Linked DNA regions of Delphinus delphis: region 2 is linked to region 1. A link is a contact called in public Hi-C data. All regions are on one chromosome and are shown on one strand. The core of a region is the stretch at or near the end of the contact, and the rest is flanking DNA. Distances in the headings are between cores, read along the strand shown. Region 1 holds the start of ADHFE1 (alcohol dehydrogenase iron containing 1). Region 2 holds the start of MYBL1 (MYB proto-oncogene like 1).

The links. Hi-C and Micro-C count contacts between places; a contact is called where the count stands out from the background.
Region 2: a contact with region 1 is called in a Hi-C map of lung, with 3 times the contacts expected there. The contact joins the promoter of MYBL1 here to the promoter of ADHFE1 in region 1. A contact is called at or near these places in 2 of 3 Hi-C or Micro-C datasets (lung and muscle).

Annotation. Positions count from the first base shown.
Region 1 is chr17:12,131,071-12,138,876 of mDelDel1.2, reverse strand. It overlaps ADHFE1 (alcohol dehydrogenase iron containing 1), which reads right to left and starts at 4,443. Exons shown (of 15, transcript XM_059994715.1): 1 at 4,365-4,443. The coding sequence starts at 4,420. RRS1 (ribosome biogenesis regulator 1 homolog) reads right to left here and starts at 7,611. Exons shown (of 1, transcript XM_059994712.1): 1 at 4,860-7,611. The coding sequence starts at 7,519. The coding sequence ends at 6,422. LOC132413046 (a long non-coding RNA gene) reads left to right here. Exons shown (of 3, transcript XR_009516587.1): 3 at 3,054-3,676. LOC132413045 (a long non-coding RNA gene) reads left to right here and starts at 7,746. Exons shown (of 3, transcript XR_009516586.1): 1 at 7,746-7,806.
Region 2 is chr17:12,300,412-12,308,217 of mDelDel1.2, reverse strand. MYBL1 (MYB proto-oncogene like 1) reads left to right here and starts at 3,032. Exons shown (of 16, transcript XM_060035162.1): 1 at 3,032-3,069. The coding sequence starts at 3,050.

The DNA.
Region 1 (7,806 bases), core at 3,194-5,693:
CTGTATGTCCTAGCCTCTTCCCCCTTACTTGATCCTTGTCATCATATTTAAGAGTTTCATGCTTAAAACTCTCAACTTCTTAACCCCTCCGGCTTGCTTGCTCTCCTCTGGTTCTCTCCTCCTCGCCGACATCCACTGACTCCATTTCCTTTTCTCCCACGCATCCTTGGGCCCCTGAAATCCGCAGGGTTAGAGCGAGGCTCTTATCTACCCACCATCTGGCTCTGGCACCATTATTCTGGCTTCCCTCCTGGTATTATTAATAAACTGGCCACGCTGTTAGCAAAGGCCAACCTCTCCCCTGTGCACTAAACGTCAAGCATCACTACCAACAGTTCTTCCTTTCCTCTCCTGTGTCATCAAAATCTCCCTGCCCCCAAATCTGATCCATCAGTAGGAAAATGTTGACTTCCGCATATTATATCAACCATCATCCAACAACTTCCTCTTGTCCCCCTTCCCTTTCCCACTGTTGCCCCCACCTCCCCGCTTCCCTTCAGCCAACTACACCTGCTCTCTCCAATTTCTCTTCTCCCATTCTCTCTGGAATATCTTCCAATGAGCCTTTGCCCCATGTCTCCACTGACAAACTTACCAGGTCGCTAAGGCCCTCCCCTCAGTGCTAATACACCACTCAGTTCTCAGTTCAGACCTGTCATTTGCATCCTCCTGTTCACTCCCTCCTCCCTGGAAATACTTCCTTCCCTTGGTTTCCAGGACACAATTCCCTGGTTTTCTTCTTACTGCACTGCCTGCTCCTGGCCTAGTTTCTTTTCATGCTCTTGACTCTAAATGCTGGAGGGTCCCAGCGTTCAGCCCGTAGATCCTTCTCTTTTCTTACCACACTCACTCCCTGAGTGACCTCACCTGGTCTCATGGCCTTGCTCACCTTCTATGTTGATGACTCCCACTTTACTCTTTCTGTTTAGACTTCTCTCCTGAACTCCAGAATCCACTTCCTACTTGACATCGTCACTTGAATGTCTATTAGGCATCTCACATTGTCCCTAAGACTCAGCTCCTGGTCTTCCCTTCAAAGCCTCTTCCTTATCCCAGCTTAATGACAACTTCAACTTTGGTTGTTTAGGCCAAAAACCTTAGGGTCGTCCTTGGCCACCCCGACATGCCCACCGTGTCTCTGGCCTCATCTCCTTCTCGCTCAGTCTGATCCAGACACCTTGTTCTGAAACCATGCCAGGCATGCTCCACCTCTAGATACGTCCCCAGAGAGCCACGTGGTTTGCAACAGTTACTTCCCCGGTGAGTGTGCTGAGCTGAGCCCAAAAGCTGTTCCGGTCCTAATCCCTGGACCCTGTCTATATTACTTTGTGTGGCAAGAGGGACTCTGCAGATGTGTTAAGGATCTTGAGATGGAGAGATTATCCTGGATCATCTGAGTGGGCCCTAAAGGTAATCACAGTGTCCTTCTAAGAAAGAGGCAGAGGGAGATTTGACACAGAAGAAGGCAACGTGACCGCTGAAGTGAGATGCTACGTTGCTGGCTCTGAAGATGGAGGAAGGGGCCACCAGCAAAGGAATGCAGGCGCTGTAGCTCTAGAAGTTGTTAAAAGCAAGGTAATGGACTCTGCCCTAGAGCCTCTGAAGGGAATGTGGCCCTGCCGACACCTTGATTTGGGCCCAGGAAAACTGATTTTGGACTTCTGAACTTCAGAACTGTAAGATAATAAATGTGTGTTGTTTTAAGCCACTAAGTTCATGGTAATGGGTTACAGCAGCCACAGGAAACTGTAAGTAGTTGAGGTTTTCTCTGTCTTTAAAATTGCATCCTCTCCTCCAACACCCCATCCCCCTTTGCTTTCTCTTTCTTTTTAGTACCTAGCTGCATCAAATATACTCTAAGTTTTACTTACTAGTTTATTGTTTATTATCTGCCCTGCCTGACCCCACCGGCCCCCCCACACCACCACACACACACTTAAGTCCCATGGATGTTAGGCTGCTTGGTTCCCTGCGGTACCCTGGGGATGAGAGCACTGCAAACTGTCCTTCCCTCCTTCCCTTCCTTCCTCTCACCTCTTTGGTCACCCCTCTATCCTTTAATGCTGGTTCCTTTTTCAGCAGTCAGAGTGCAAAGCATGTGCAAATCCAAGTGCCTAAAGGGGCCAGCAGGTAATGGAAATGAGGCCAGAGCAGCTGGCTGTCAGCACAGCTGCTGTGTGTGCGGACTGAGTGGTGGGCTGCCCTGGGGTGGAGGGACTTGTCTCTCAGGAAGCTGGAGTGCTGCCCTGTCCAAAGCAGGTGGGCACAGCTTCACCTCAGCTCTGGCAGACTTTCCCCAGGCAAAACGTGGGCCCAATGATACCATTTCCCAATTTTCCAAGATTTTTACCTGCAATCTCTCACTTTCTACATGGGATTAAAAAAAAAAATGCAAAGAACAAAGCACCACACAGTGCTGCTCCGCAGGACTTCATCCTCAGCCCTTTTCTTCTAGGAATACAGTTTGTCAAGGCCTTTGCTTCTACATCCATGGTGTCAACTGCTCTCTCTATATGGGTGTGTTTCCAACTCGCTCCCGAGCTCCAGAACAATGTATTCAATTACCTGCTCGGGGTCTTCACCTGGATGTACGTGAGGCATGTCCAACTCAAAATGATTATCATCTTCCTCCTAAAGTTTACAGTCCCTACGTTGGTAAATGGCCCCACTGTTTACCGATGCCCCAGCCAGAAACCTCCACTTCTCCTGTCTCACTAATCAGACACAAAATCCTGCTGATTCTAACCAATTTTTCTTACATCTCCATATCTCTTACATCTACCCTCTTGTACCAACTGCCGCTCCTTGGTGCCTTTTAGCTGGAGCCTGACAATTACCTCCAGTCTTTCCTCTCCACTGCCGCCAGAAAGCTTCAGCTTAATCCTAATCATGCCACCCTCCTTTGCATGCAGCTATTCCAAAAACACGTTCTACGTGACACTGGTTCCAAGGGATATGAATGGGGTTGCTTGATAAAGAGTTCTGTGATGACACAGGTTTAGAACAAAGAGTTTAAATACAGCTAAACTTTTTGTTTCTTTTCTTCCCTGCAGGAGCTCTCAGTGTCCTTCGTGTGCTGACGTATATCCTGACTCTCCACAGGGTGATGCAGCAGTTGGTTAGTTTCGCAAACTTATCTGGCCATGGGATTCTTTTTTTCATGGGGCATCTTAAAGAGTATGTTTCACAGTGAGGACTATTGCTTCAACAGCTTTCTGTTATCTACAGGACACAATTAAAATTCCTTAGCATAGGACTGAGAACAAGGATAGTGAAGCCAGAACACCTGGGTCCAGATTATGGGTGTGCCACTTGCTTAGTGTATGACACTGGGCAAATTAGTTTTCTCCATGCCTTTATTTCTTTATCTGTAATAGAAGGATAATAATACAGCTTGGCATAGCTTTGTTGTAAGGATTAGAGTTATTAGTAGTAGTACATGTAAAGTGTGTAGGACAGCGCCCTGTGCTTGGTAAGTGCCCAGTAAATTTGGCTATTTTCTAATTCATGGTCTTTCGCCATCTGTTTTTTCTTTCCTCACGTCCTCCTATCATGGTAGGTCCAGTCTTTAGCTACTTTTAGATCCTGGAACTACGGCTTTTGTCTCTGGTGTTGCTCTTCCCTTTGCCTGAAATTCCTCTCTAGTCCCCTCCTTTCCCCCTATTTATCTCCACCTGTTAGCTCATTTCCCCCCCTGTGTTCCCAGGCGGACTTGTGCACCTGCACATTCAACAAGTATTTATCAGGCAGCTACTATGTACCCGGCATTTCTGGAGGGCGAGTCAGACGTGTCATAACGTTTAATACCCTGACTGCCCTGTACATGCCAGGGAGTCAAGCTCCTGGTGATTTCTCTCATCCCTCTCTCTTCTACACCCTCTGTCCGCTGCATTCTGCAGAGGCCCGTTTCACTCCTGTCCGCTCATGCAATTCCCTGCTAGACTTTGCTGCAGAGTCTTTCGTCTTTGTATCCCCGGCACCTAGAATAGTTTTGGGCACATTACATACACCCGATACATATGTGTTGATTGTATACATGCATTTCTCTGGGTCACTGTTCCAAGCTCTCCGCTGCCTGCGTAGATCTGGGACCAGGCGCTCTCCTCTCTGGGCCTTACTTTCCTAAACTGCAGATCAGGCAGAGGAAAAGCAGCCTATCGCGCCGCGCTTGGCCGTTTGGCTGCTTAGCTGCTTGGCAGACAGCACCGTCCAGGCCGCCGCGCACTGCGGTACCCGGTCCCCAAATTCTCGAAAGTGACACGAGGAAGAACGTGCCGGCCCGGGCGAGTTGCTCCCCGGGGGCTGCGTGGGCTCGGCCGCACCCTCCGATCCCCTGCCCGCCAGCCCGCGCCGCCCGCACTCACGCTGCGCGTTGCAGTTGCCTCAGCAAGTGCGCTACCCTGTCGCGAGGAGCGGCCATGGCTGTGCGGAGTGCTTCTCTCCGCGGCCCCGCCCCCTCCGTCTCCGGCCAATCCCGGCCGCCGCCTCTCCTCCACCGGCCAATCCCGGCCGCCGCCTCTCCTCCGCCCACCCGCGCCGCGGTCTCCGGCCCCAGCGACAGCCCTTGGCAGAGGACCATTTTCCCACCAGTCGGAACTACGACTGCCCCAGCTGCAAAGTCTCACCATACACCTTTGAAATTGCCACACAGGTAACTGCTCCGTAGGGATTTGGGGTACTTTCCTATGTCTCTATATAAACTATGTCACAAGTTGGGGACGTGGGGAAAGGGAGAAACAAGGGCATTCTTTTTCCACTCTGACTGCTATTTTGGCTTCTCAGAGTATTTTCAGAATAAATTAAGACACTGCATTTAAATTTGTTTTAACGGTAAACAAGAACTTTGCGAAAAGCCCGAGGGTCTTTTTTTATTTTTACAAGGCCAGTATTGTGTCCAACTGCTAGATCAAGTCACAAAACAAAAGACAGAAAAATTCCCAAACAAAACAGTAACAAAAACAAAAAATCCCAGACAGTTGAGAAGAATTTAAAAGGTGTTAAATGGTCTATGAATGGTTTGGCTTTTGATGAAGTTGTTCAGGATACCATTAAATGGTTTTATCAGTAGTTGTTTCCACGGTTATGTGGGAAGGGAGGGCCAGGGTTTAGCAGCTCCAAGTTTCCAGGTCCCGGTGGAAACAATGATCAATGATGGCAGAGTTAACTTTATCACAAAGTATTTTAAGACAGTAACAACTGAACATCTGTGTTTTAGTAACCTATTATGAAATCTGAATTAATCTTTTCTTTCATAGCAATTTCTAAAAGTAACAAAGATGAGACAACAGTGAAAAAATGAGAGACAAACGATCTCAATTTTAATTTCCTATCAATTGTCAGACCAAAAAGCAAGAGTGGCTCCTCAGACCTATAACAGCAGCAAAAAAGCACTACCCCCCCATTCTAGATGTACTATGAACCCTTTTCAGGAGATATGTATTTTTACAAAGATGAGTTACTGACATCAATTAGGGAAAGAGACCCAGAATAGCTGTAAACATTTCACCTCCTAATCAAACCAGCTCAGGTAAATTTGACAAATGAATCAAAAGATAATGTTCCAAGTAAGGACTTTGTGAGTTTCTTTCTCTCTTCCCCAAACAGACCTACTTGAAGCTTTAAAAAAACTGGGGACATAAATGTTGATAAAGATTTAAGTATAAAATTAGGATTAATGAGGATTATTACTATTATTTAGTGAAGCCCCAATTTATCATTTACAGCAAATTAATGTTTTCAGTGTTGGAAGAGGCACCAGTTGTACTACACTTTCAATATTATATCTGATACCAAAAGAAGTATGAGCTTTTCTAATAAAAGTGGTCTCACTGAAATCATAATTTAGCTGCTATGTTTTCTAGAAAGTAAATTAAAGTAATCTGTGCCAGGTATCCAGGTCACAAGCTTTACTTAAGATTTGTACCAGTAGCCAAAAAGTTAAAAGCAACATTACATAAGACACTTTTATTAAATAACCTTTACAACCGTTCTGAAAATGTAACTTTTCTGTCCCTCTCCTTTGATAAATACACAAGCTTGTTATCAAAATAATGCAGATACCAATCTATTAAAAGTCTCTGAAATACGACCAGCTCTCTCCCTTACACCCCATCCAAAGTTTAAAGAGAGAGAGGAAAAAAATGGCTGTTTAAAAACAGAACTCACTCCTAGTTATCACAAATTCTTTCCAATTCGTATGTCCTTAAATACATCCTTTAATCTCCAGCAAAAGTTTTGGCTGTGGGAAATGCATTAATTTGTCGAATCAAACATTTACAACCATCTTCAGAGGAGGGCAAGCCTAGCCCTTTAACCTGAAGCTCGTTGCAGGCAGCGGCCCCATCTTCTGTATCCCCCTACTGTACCTAGAACTTAACATTAAGTACAGTTCTCGGTTTACAAGCAGGTCCGAGGGTGAAATTTACTTCCTCCTCTTTCCTCCTTGGTGTTGCCCTCCTTTTCTCTTGCCACTCAAGCCAGGCCGCCCGGAATTCATCTTGCCTCCCAAGCCCCCTTTCCTCTTCCCTCCTTGGCTGGGCGGGCCCCCTTTCCTCTTACCCCCGGGACCCTTTCGGCCCCCCTTTCTCTTGCCCTTCTGACTCATTTTCCTCCTCTTAGCCGCCTCTTCCTGGTCCTCCTCCCTCATCTGCTTATTGGTGGCCCTCGTAACGTCCAACTGAGGCTTCTTGCTGTTCATTATTCGCAGCATCTCCAACTGGCTGTTTTTCTCGGCTGCAAAGTCCCCGAAAAGAGGCTGAAACTTTCTCTTCTTTCCAGAGCCCCGGGGCGCCTTCTCCTTGGGCAGGCGCTCCTGGAAGCGCCCCACAGAGGCGGTGGAGACCCTGGCCACCTGCACGGCGCGGCCAAGCTCCTCCTTACTCTGGTGTCCGGTAGGGTGCATGCCGGCCGCGCTAGGCAGCCGCAACTTGTGCGCGCGGGCCAGGTTACGCAGCCGGTTCAGCTCGTTCTTGGCCACCCGTTCCTTCTTAGCCTGAATCCGCTTGGCGAACTGGTCCTCCATGGGGTCGGCATTCCCGGGCACCTCGATCAACCATTCCTTGGTGTCGTCGCGGGCCCGCTGGTAGCCCCAGCGGCGGCGCCACTGGCCGCTCCCCTCGTCCCACACCAGATTGGTCTTCTTCTTGGGACGGATGCCCTTGAGGCGCGCAAACTGCTGCCAGCGCGTAAGCGGCCGCGGCCGGGGCACAGGCTTCTCGCGCGGCAGACGAGTGGTGGGCTCCGGCAGCCGCGCCACCAGCGCCTCCTCCACACGATCGGTGGGCAGCTGCCACAGCTGGTTGATGAGCAGCTGCGTGTTGTCCCGCGCCAGGGCCCGCAGCTCGGCCTCCTGCGTGGGTCCCGCGTGCCGCAGCCCGGTCGGAGGGTTCCGGTCCGAGGCAAGCAGGTTACCCAGGTCGAACTCCAGCTCCAGTTCCTTGTGCACCGTGATGCGCTGCAGCTTCTCTGCCTCGTCCCGCTCCGCCTTTGCCAGCAGCTCCTCCACGGTCTGACCCTCCATGGCTCCGGCTTGGCTCCCTCTCTCTGGAAGACAGTTGCAATCACTTCTCTGCCAGCTAGGTTCAAGCCCCGGCGCTACTACCACGTGCGGTCGCCCAGACGCTCGTCCCGGAAGAGAAAACTCCGCTTCCGGGACACCCGGAAGGGACTCACAATGCCGGCGACCCAAGGGAAGGCCGGCAGAGGGCGGTGTTGGAGAGCAAATGGGATTAGAGGCGGCCCTTGGGCTCGAGACCGGATGTAGGCGGAGTAGGCGCGCGGAGCCCAGCCTGCGGTGCATGTTTTGGG
Region 2 (7,806 bases), core at 1,783-4,282, 170 kb before region 1:
TAAAATCGTGTTTCAAATCTGGTTTAATTTGTACTTGTTACATCCCTGTAAGCATAAATATTTACTTAATGCACTTATTTATATTTTTCCATTCATTCTACAGTTATATTTATTGAGCATCTGGGTGTGTCACTATTCTAGGGACTGGGGATCTAACAATAAATAGAACAGACAAAAATCTACTTATGGGAATGGTTGATACAGCTCTATGAAAACTATAGTCTATTAGGTACTATATTAAACCAGCATAAGCTTTTCAAACTAAGTTAGCAAACCTCTGGAGTATTTGGCCTTTGCAGGAGGATAAGAAGCTGGTGCAGTCATGTGAAGGATGAGCATGGTGAACCTTCTGCTCATTTATTTAATAATAATGAGGCAATTTATTTAAAGATTTGGAGTAAGAAAGTAAATAATTTAAAAACTCATTTTTAAATATAAAAAATGAGTTTTCAAAGAAATTTCCAGCACTTGCCCCCAACCCCTGTCTCCCCTTGGTTTTCCCCCCTATACCTCTGTGGAAAGACTTGAGAAGCATTAACAGACTATTCAAAACTAACTCTTGGGGGCTGAGGAGTAAATGCATGACAAAGTTCCTTGTGTTTTCAGCTTCTGGTGATTACAAATAAAGCCACTGTAAACATCTGTTTTCCAAAGTGGCTGTTTCAGCTGCATTCCTACCGGCAGTGTATGAAAAGTTATACTTGCTCAGCATCTTCATCTTCGCCAACACTTTTTACAGTCCCCCTCCCCCCATTCTAATAGCTGTGTAGTAGTACCTCATTGTGGTTTTACTTTGCATTTCTCTAATGATTAATGATGTGGAGCATCTTTTCATGCTACTTATCTTTTTCGGTGAAGTGTCTGCTCTAATCTTTTGCCCTTTTTATTGCTTCTTTTTTTTTCTCATTATTGAGTTTTGAGATTTCTTTATATTCTCTGAATTAAAATTCTTTATTAAATATATTTTGATTAAAAAAACGCAAGTCACAGGTTATATTTGAGTATGTGTATTCAAATGACTGTGAACCACTTTAATTCCACACTTTGGTTTTTTTTGTAACTAATTTAAATGAATTTGCGATGTTATCTTTCTGAGGAATTATGTTTTTCTCTATCTCTAAAATGAGAGGAACTTAGTTTGCTGTCAAAATCTAAAACAACTCTCTTCAAGCTCTAAAAACGTATTCTGTATACCTTTTAGACTACAGCCTAAAATATAGTAGAAATTCCGCTTCCTGTTAGGATGTAAATAAGCGGAGTGATGTGTGACCCAAGAGTAAAGAAAACACTGTTTTCAAACGACATTACTTTCTAAATTAGTTTTTTTTTTAAGTTAACTAGCAACACAGCCAGCAATGATTTGAAAGAAAAGCTGTTTTACCTTCCCAGAACCCATACCTTGAGAAAAAGGAACTATAAAAAGGCAGGTGTTTTAAGTTTTAAAAGTAGTGCATGCAAGCTCCTCTTAATTCACATTTGCACCTGCGTCTCTTATTTGCAAAAATTGATGCGTAAACTTTCAAAATAGCAAAATGTAAGTTTGTTACAATATTAACCTGTGGTTTCGTGCTCCATGCAGTAGAGCATGTTACCTTGCAAATTTGTATCCTTTACCATTTCTAATCCTTACTGTAGTTAATCTATTTTAACGCTACTTGAACTGAGCAGTTTGTAGTTATTAGACTTGAAACCTCTAGAGTAGTTTTAACTGCCAGAAGCTCCTCCAGTGCAGTTGCCCCGTCCTCCTGTCTCTCCTGAGAAGGAAGGTCACCTTCTACTGTTGACGACCGTACTCATTTGTCTGGGCGAAATTCCCAGTCCGCTCCGGTCTTCCTGCATTCTTCTCCCGGATCAGGGCTCCTTCACCGCGCACAGCAGCTACTTCCCGTAGAGCCGGGGAGGAGATTAAGCACTTTGGAGACCAGCCGCCGACCCGGATTATTTCCCTTTTCAGTTCCAAGCACGTGTCCAGCTAAAAACTTTTTCACCTGTCACACTCCTGCTCATTCTTGATATTCGGTTTCCTGCTACGGTCTTCGCTAGTTCAGCAGCTACGACGTTTGGCAAAAATAACTCGCAGTTTTGCTTAAACAATAACGGCCGCGCAAATTTTATGGTTAGATTTGTCTCAAGTCCGAAGACCGAGCCTCCTAACTAGTGAGGAGGGATGCACCCGAGGACTGAAGAGCTGAGGCCGAGAGAAGGCTGCGGGGACATGCCCTGGCGGGACAGCTCAACCCTCAGGGACACCGTCCGCTCACCCCGGGAAGTTTGGGCTCCCGCCGCCGCTTCCGGACACGCCTCTCCGCGAGCCTGGAACTCGCTTTCCCAGCAGGCCCCGCGCTGCCCTCGGCGTCCCGCCCCCTCGGGTGCGGCGCTCTGCGCGCTCCGGGTCCTGTCACTGCTGGACCCGCGAGCCTGGCCTGCGGCCCCACCCCCTGGCTCCCAGCTCCTTCCCCGACTCCCGCGGGTTCCAGTCCCGACTTCCAGCTCCCCAGCCCCCGCCCGCAGTCGCGCGCGCTCTCCCCGCCCCGCCCTCGTCCCCCCGCGTGCGGCCGCCACAGCCAATAAGATTCGGGGCCGCGTGCGCAGATTCAAACGGCGGCTCTTGAGGGAGGCTGGGCGCGAGATTCGGCGGTGCGGACAAAACCCTGCAGGAGGCTGTGATCCCTGCCGGGCAGTTCGCTGCGGGGAGAGGGCGGGGGTCGGCGCCCGCGGCGGAGCCGCGCTGGGACAGCGGCGAGGAGGCTGAGAGGTGGCGGGAGGGGCCGGCGGAGGGCGGGAGCGCGCCTGCTGACATGTTGGGGGCATCCGTGACCGGGCCGGGCCGGGGCTAGGAGCGGCGCTACGGACCGGGGGCGGGTCGCGGTCCGCGCCTCAGTCCTTCTGTCCTGCCCTGCCGGGGACGTGCGTTCCGCACTCGGTCGCCGCGGAGAGGGACCTCGGAGAGGGAAGCGGAGGGAGGGTCGGGGAGAAGGAGCATTAGCCTGAGGCTGGAGGAGGCTGAACTGCGTCCCCGCCCAGCCCGCGCCTATGCGGTACTTGAAGGATGGCGAAGAGGTCGCGCAGGTGGGTGACATCCCTTTCGCCCGGGCCCGTCGGCACAGTGTCGGCTCAGATTCCCTTTCCTTTCCCGCTGCTTCCGCACCAGGCCCTCCCCAGCCGGGGCAGAGGTTTTCTTCCCGCTGCTCCACAGCCACTTCGGCCCGCTGGCCTCAGCGCAGCCGTGACGTGTGGAGTTGGGGACCAGTGTGTTTCAGACTCAGAAAGTGACTAACAGATGCCCAGGTTGCTCTTTTGAGTCGACTCTCCCCACAGCGCACATCCAGACCCCCAAACGTTCACAGCCACTTCTTGGTGGGAGTTGACAGGTAAGTCTGTGCGCTTTCAGGGAATACGCTCCGCAGATGAAAGTGGAAGTGTCCTGCCTGGACGACCTGAAAATGGTGTTCAGAGGGCCTCTTTTTCTCTGAATGCCTGGGCCAGTTAAAAATAGGAACTTTGTGATAAACCTGGGTGGGGACCCTTCTGCCGTCTTTGCTCCCTTGAAAGGTGTGGAAGTCCTCTGAGGAATAGCTGAGGAGAGAGGACCTTTTTTGATGTTTACTGTAATTACCATACCCATGTTCTCAGCTTTATGTATGTATTTTTAATATCTTCTACTGGGAAGATGCCACACTGTTACCACCAGGAGCTTGATCTTAAAATAAAACAATGTGTTTGAGTCACTTAATATTTTGTGTGTCTGTTGGGCTCTGACTGTGCCTAAGTGTTGCAAAGAGTAGGGCATGTTTTTTTGGAAAACTTGCTAGGATGAATTTACGCTTCTCATTTTTATTTATGTCATTATAGTAACTACTCCTAAATTGTGTGTAGGAATTACTTAGATGACAAAAAACTACAGTATCTTTTAGTTGTCAGTATTATTAAATAAACATGAAAAGATGTTTGACAGGATTTCCAAATGGCTTTATTTATCTAGATCCACAGCCTCAAAGTCTCAACTGGAGGTGTATTTCCCAAGTTGAAATTTAGTACTAGCTTCATTCACTGCAGATTACTGTTAAAAATTGGCAATAAGTACACATAGTATTTGTTGCTCTTCATTTATTAAGTATCTGCTGCATGTAAGGTATCTTTTGCAGAAATCAGCATAGAATGTAGTTAAGTCTTTGTTAGATTATTACTTTGTAGCAACTACAGAATAGATCAAACTCTTGAGGTGGAACAAATTTACACACACACACACACACACACACACACACACACACACTTCTCTAGAAGAGGCTTTTCAACCTAGGCACTTGATATTTTGGATCAGATAATTCTTTGTATTGGGAAGGCGGGGTGGGAGGGGTACTGTCCTGTGCTTTGTAGAATGTCTAGCAGCATCCCTGGCGTCTACCCGGTGGATGCCAGTAACACCCCACTTCCCCCAGGTGTGACGATCAAAAATGTCTCCAGACATTACCAAATGTCTGTTGGGGGCCAGAATCACCCAGGTGAGAATTATTACTCTAGAACATCAAGGACCTGACTGACTTCTCAGTCTTCAGAAAAGATAGATATTAAAATCTCCTGTAACTATAATTACTGAGGTATTGATTTAGGCCTTTTCTTTTGAATTTTTAAATATACCTTCATTAAGCAAGGTGACAAGTGAATGTTGTCAAGTCAATAACAGGAGTTAGTTTATATTCAATGTGTGGCATTATCTACTTATCAGTATTGATGTTAATCTTATTTGAAACAGTTTCTTGGCTAATTCTGTCATTAGCAGTTAGTTATGGTTAGACATGGATGCTTGAATGTCAGAACCCTGCCTTCTCCAGTTAGTTTTTCTGTCCATAATTTGCATATGCTTCATAATAATAGGCTAAGAAAGAAGTGATTTAATGATTAATTTGCCTGTATAAGTTGTTTTATTGACAATACTGTGAGCTTTGAGATCTAAACATTAATTGCACTGTTGACTTTTATTCCTGTCAACTGTATAAATTAATTGAAATGTATTACAGAATGATTGAAAGAGTCATAAGTCTGGAGTAGTTAAATGTGGTGGGGTGAAGCTACACTCCCTATGGGAGTATACAGGTAGAAGATGTGATGAGGAATTATCATCTGTGAATGGTGTATTTCTTAGGGTCTTCATACTTGAATGTGTTTTGTGCTCTAAATTATATTTCTTGTATAGGTAAATATGACTTATTTATCTTAGAAAATAATAGGATGTGAAATGTTTTGAAGGATAAATAATCTATTGGGCAAAGTCTAGTCTCATGCCTTTAACTAAATATCTTAATAATAAATATGAACCTAATTTATAGTTGAATGAAAAAGGACATAATTCAGTCACTTTAAAATCTCCACTATACAACCATTTAAGTATTTGATTGAAAACTATACTCGCTGTATAAAAGTTTTGCATAAAACTACAGGCATAAATCCTGTAATAACCTCTCCTGTATGATCTGAAAAAAAAAAAAGTAAAAAATGTTACCTCAGGTTTAAACAACTGAAGGATGTTAGCTCTTTTGATCTTTAAGGTAGCTATAGTATCTCTGATCTGGATTTACATAAAGGAAAAGGTTTATTTGGTGTTGTGACTTTAAATAGTTTTTAGATCCCACTGGGGGTTTTAATGGCATAATTTACAGGCAATACTAAAATTGGTATATCTGTTATTAACATGTATTTGATTTTTAACCATATTTATGTATTAAGTAATTAATTTTAGGTTTTAAAAGCCAGTTCTACTCTTAAAAATAAGCTTTAAAAAGTGTCATTTAGACGCTAGAAGGCCTCTTTAAGTAGGAACAGATTCAGGTATTTACAGTTGAGATGACTGGTGACTATACTAAACTGGAAAGACAAAAGCCAGCTCTTTAGGTATGTGGTATGTGTGTTGTAGGAAGCAGTTTTATTGTGTTGTTTCTAGTGAGATGGGTGTTGTGGGTGAAGAATACTGAAATAGGAGAACTGATTTTTAAATCAACTTTGTAATTAGCAATATTGTTTGGGGAAAGCAAGTAAACTCTATAGCCCTGTTTTTTGTCTGTTAATATAAGGGGTTTGGATTTTGTGGTCTATAAGGTACCATCTAGCTTTAATATAGTTCCTATTTTGAACTCTTTTTGTAATCATCTTTCCTCATTTAAAAATATACACACACTGATGGAATAAAATAGAAATGTTCTCGCATTGTTTTTGTTTATGGATAGCTAGGTAGAAATCCCTTCAGTATTTATTTCATTATTGCTATTAATGGTCAAATAAAGTCGAATTTGTCTTACTATAATGATGCTAGTTTGCAGATTTGGGAATAAAATATTCATGTATGCAGTACATCGTATTAACCACTGGGTGGCCTGATTTCACTTTATTAAATCAAACTGGTAAATTTTCATCCCTTGAATTCGACTGAACTTAAAAAAATTCACAGTTATTCTGTCAAGACAGTATAATAAAGATGTATTTTTTGATTATGATAAAAATATTCAGACTTGATGCAGTTTGATTTAAAATATTATCAAGTTGAAGTGATTTTACTGGAGCAAATTTTATAGAACTACTGATATTTCTCTAATTCAAATCAGTTTCTATTCAAATAAAAATAAATTTTAAAAAATTTCTTTTAAAAAATTCTTCCTTTGGCACACCACGTTTTACTCTTTTTTAGGTGGAATAATTGATGTCCTTTAAAATTGAACTTCTTTCAATGTTTTATCTTAATATTCCCAAGTGTGAATAGTTTGTGTATTATTTCACAGGGAAAGTTATGACTATCACATCCTATTAGCTTACACCCCAGTGTAGAATTACTCTTAACCATTTTCCTGGCCTAATGAGTCATAGTATTTTTGTGTGTGTGCATATGCTCTTCATTTTGCAGTTTCATAATCACCCTAATCACTTTGTTCATTCATAATCTACACAAGTTTTTGAATATGGTACTTAGGTTATGCATTAGACAGTTACAGAATAAATATTTTATTTGACTTAAAAAATAAAACTGGCAGAATGATTCTGGAAACCAAGTCCTGAATGGAGATTCAAAGACCAAATTCCTCTTCGGTTTTTGCTTTGTGACTGGAGAAATAATTTCACCTATTTTTACTGTCTTCTAGATTAGTCACCCTAGGCTAAAAATGGTTTATCTATTTACAGATAGATAGTAGGAAGTTGATTTTATTTAACTATTAGATATTACCAGCATTGATAGCTACAATACAGAAATACTAAAAAATGAAGTAGAAAGCAGAAAAATAAAGCAAATAAAACAGATAAAGAAAATGAAATAATGATTTGTTTTGATGGTGTCTAACCATTTTTAAGCAATGGGACTTTTTCATTGTTAAATGGTGAAAGTAGAATATTGGTGAAGTTATTTGTGGGGTTTTATCTCTTCCCGTTTTTATTCGCAAATTGTAGGCATTCTCACTCTCAGCCACTGCGCCACCAGGGAAGCCCCTCAGGCAGCTTTATGTTTTAGCTACTGATGAGTTTCTAGGATCTTCTTCTGTCACGCTTACTTGAAAGTTTTATCATCCTTTCAACAATTACTTAAATAATATAGAAATAATACTAAAACTAAGAGGTAGATAGATTCTAGGGAAGTCCCCGTGGTAGAGAGATGGATTCTAAGAATTCTACTTTAATCCTCCCTCACACTCAACCACTCAAAAAACCCAGCTTCCTGAACATGATGGCCATACTGATGCAAGGCAGAGAATGAAACCTCTTGTAGAAATAGAAATTTCTCACAAATCAAGTATGTGGTTAAAAAATAAGGCAGGTTTTTAAAGT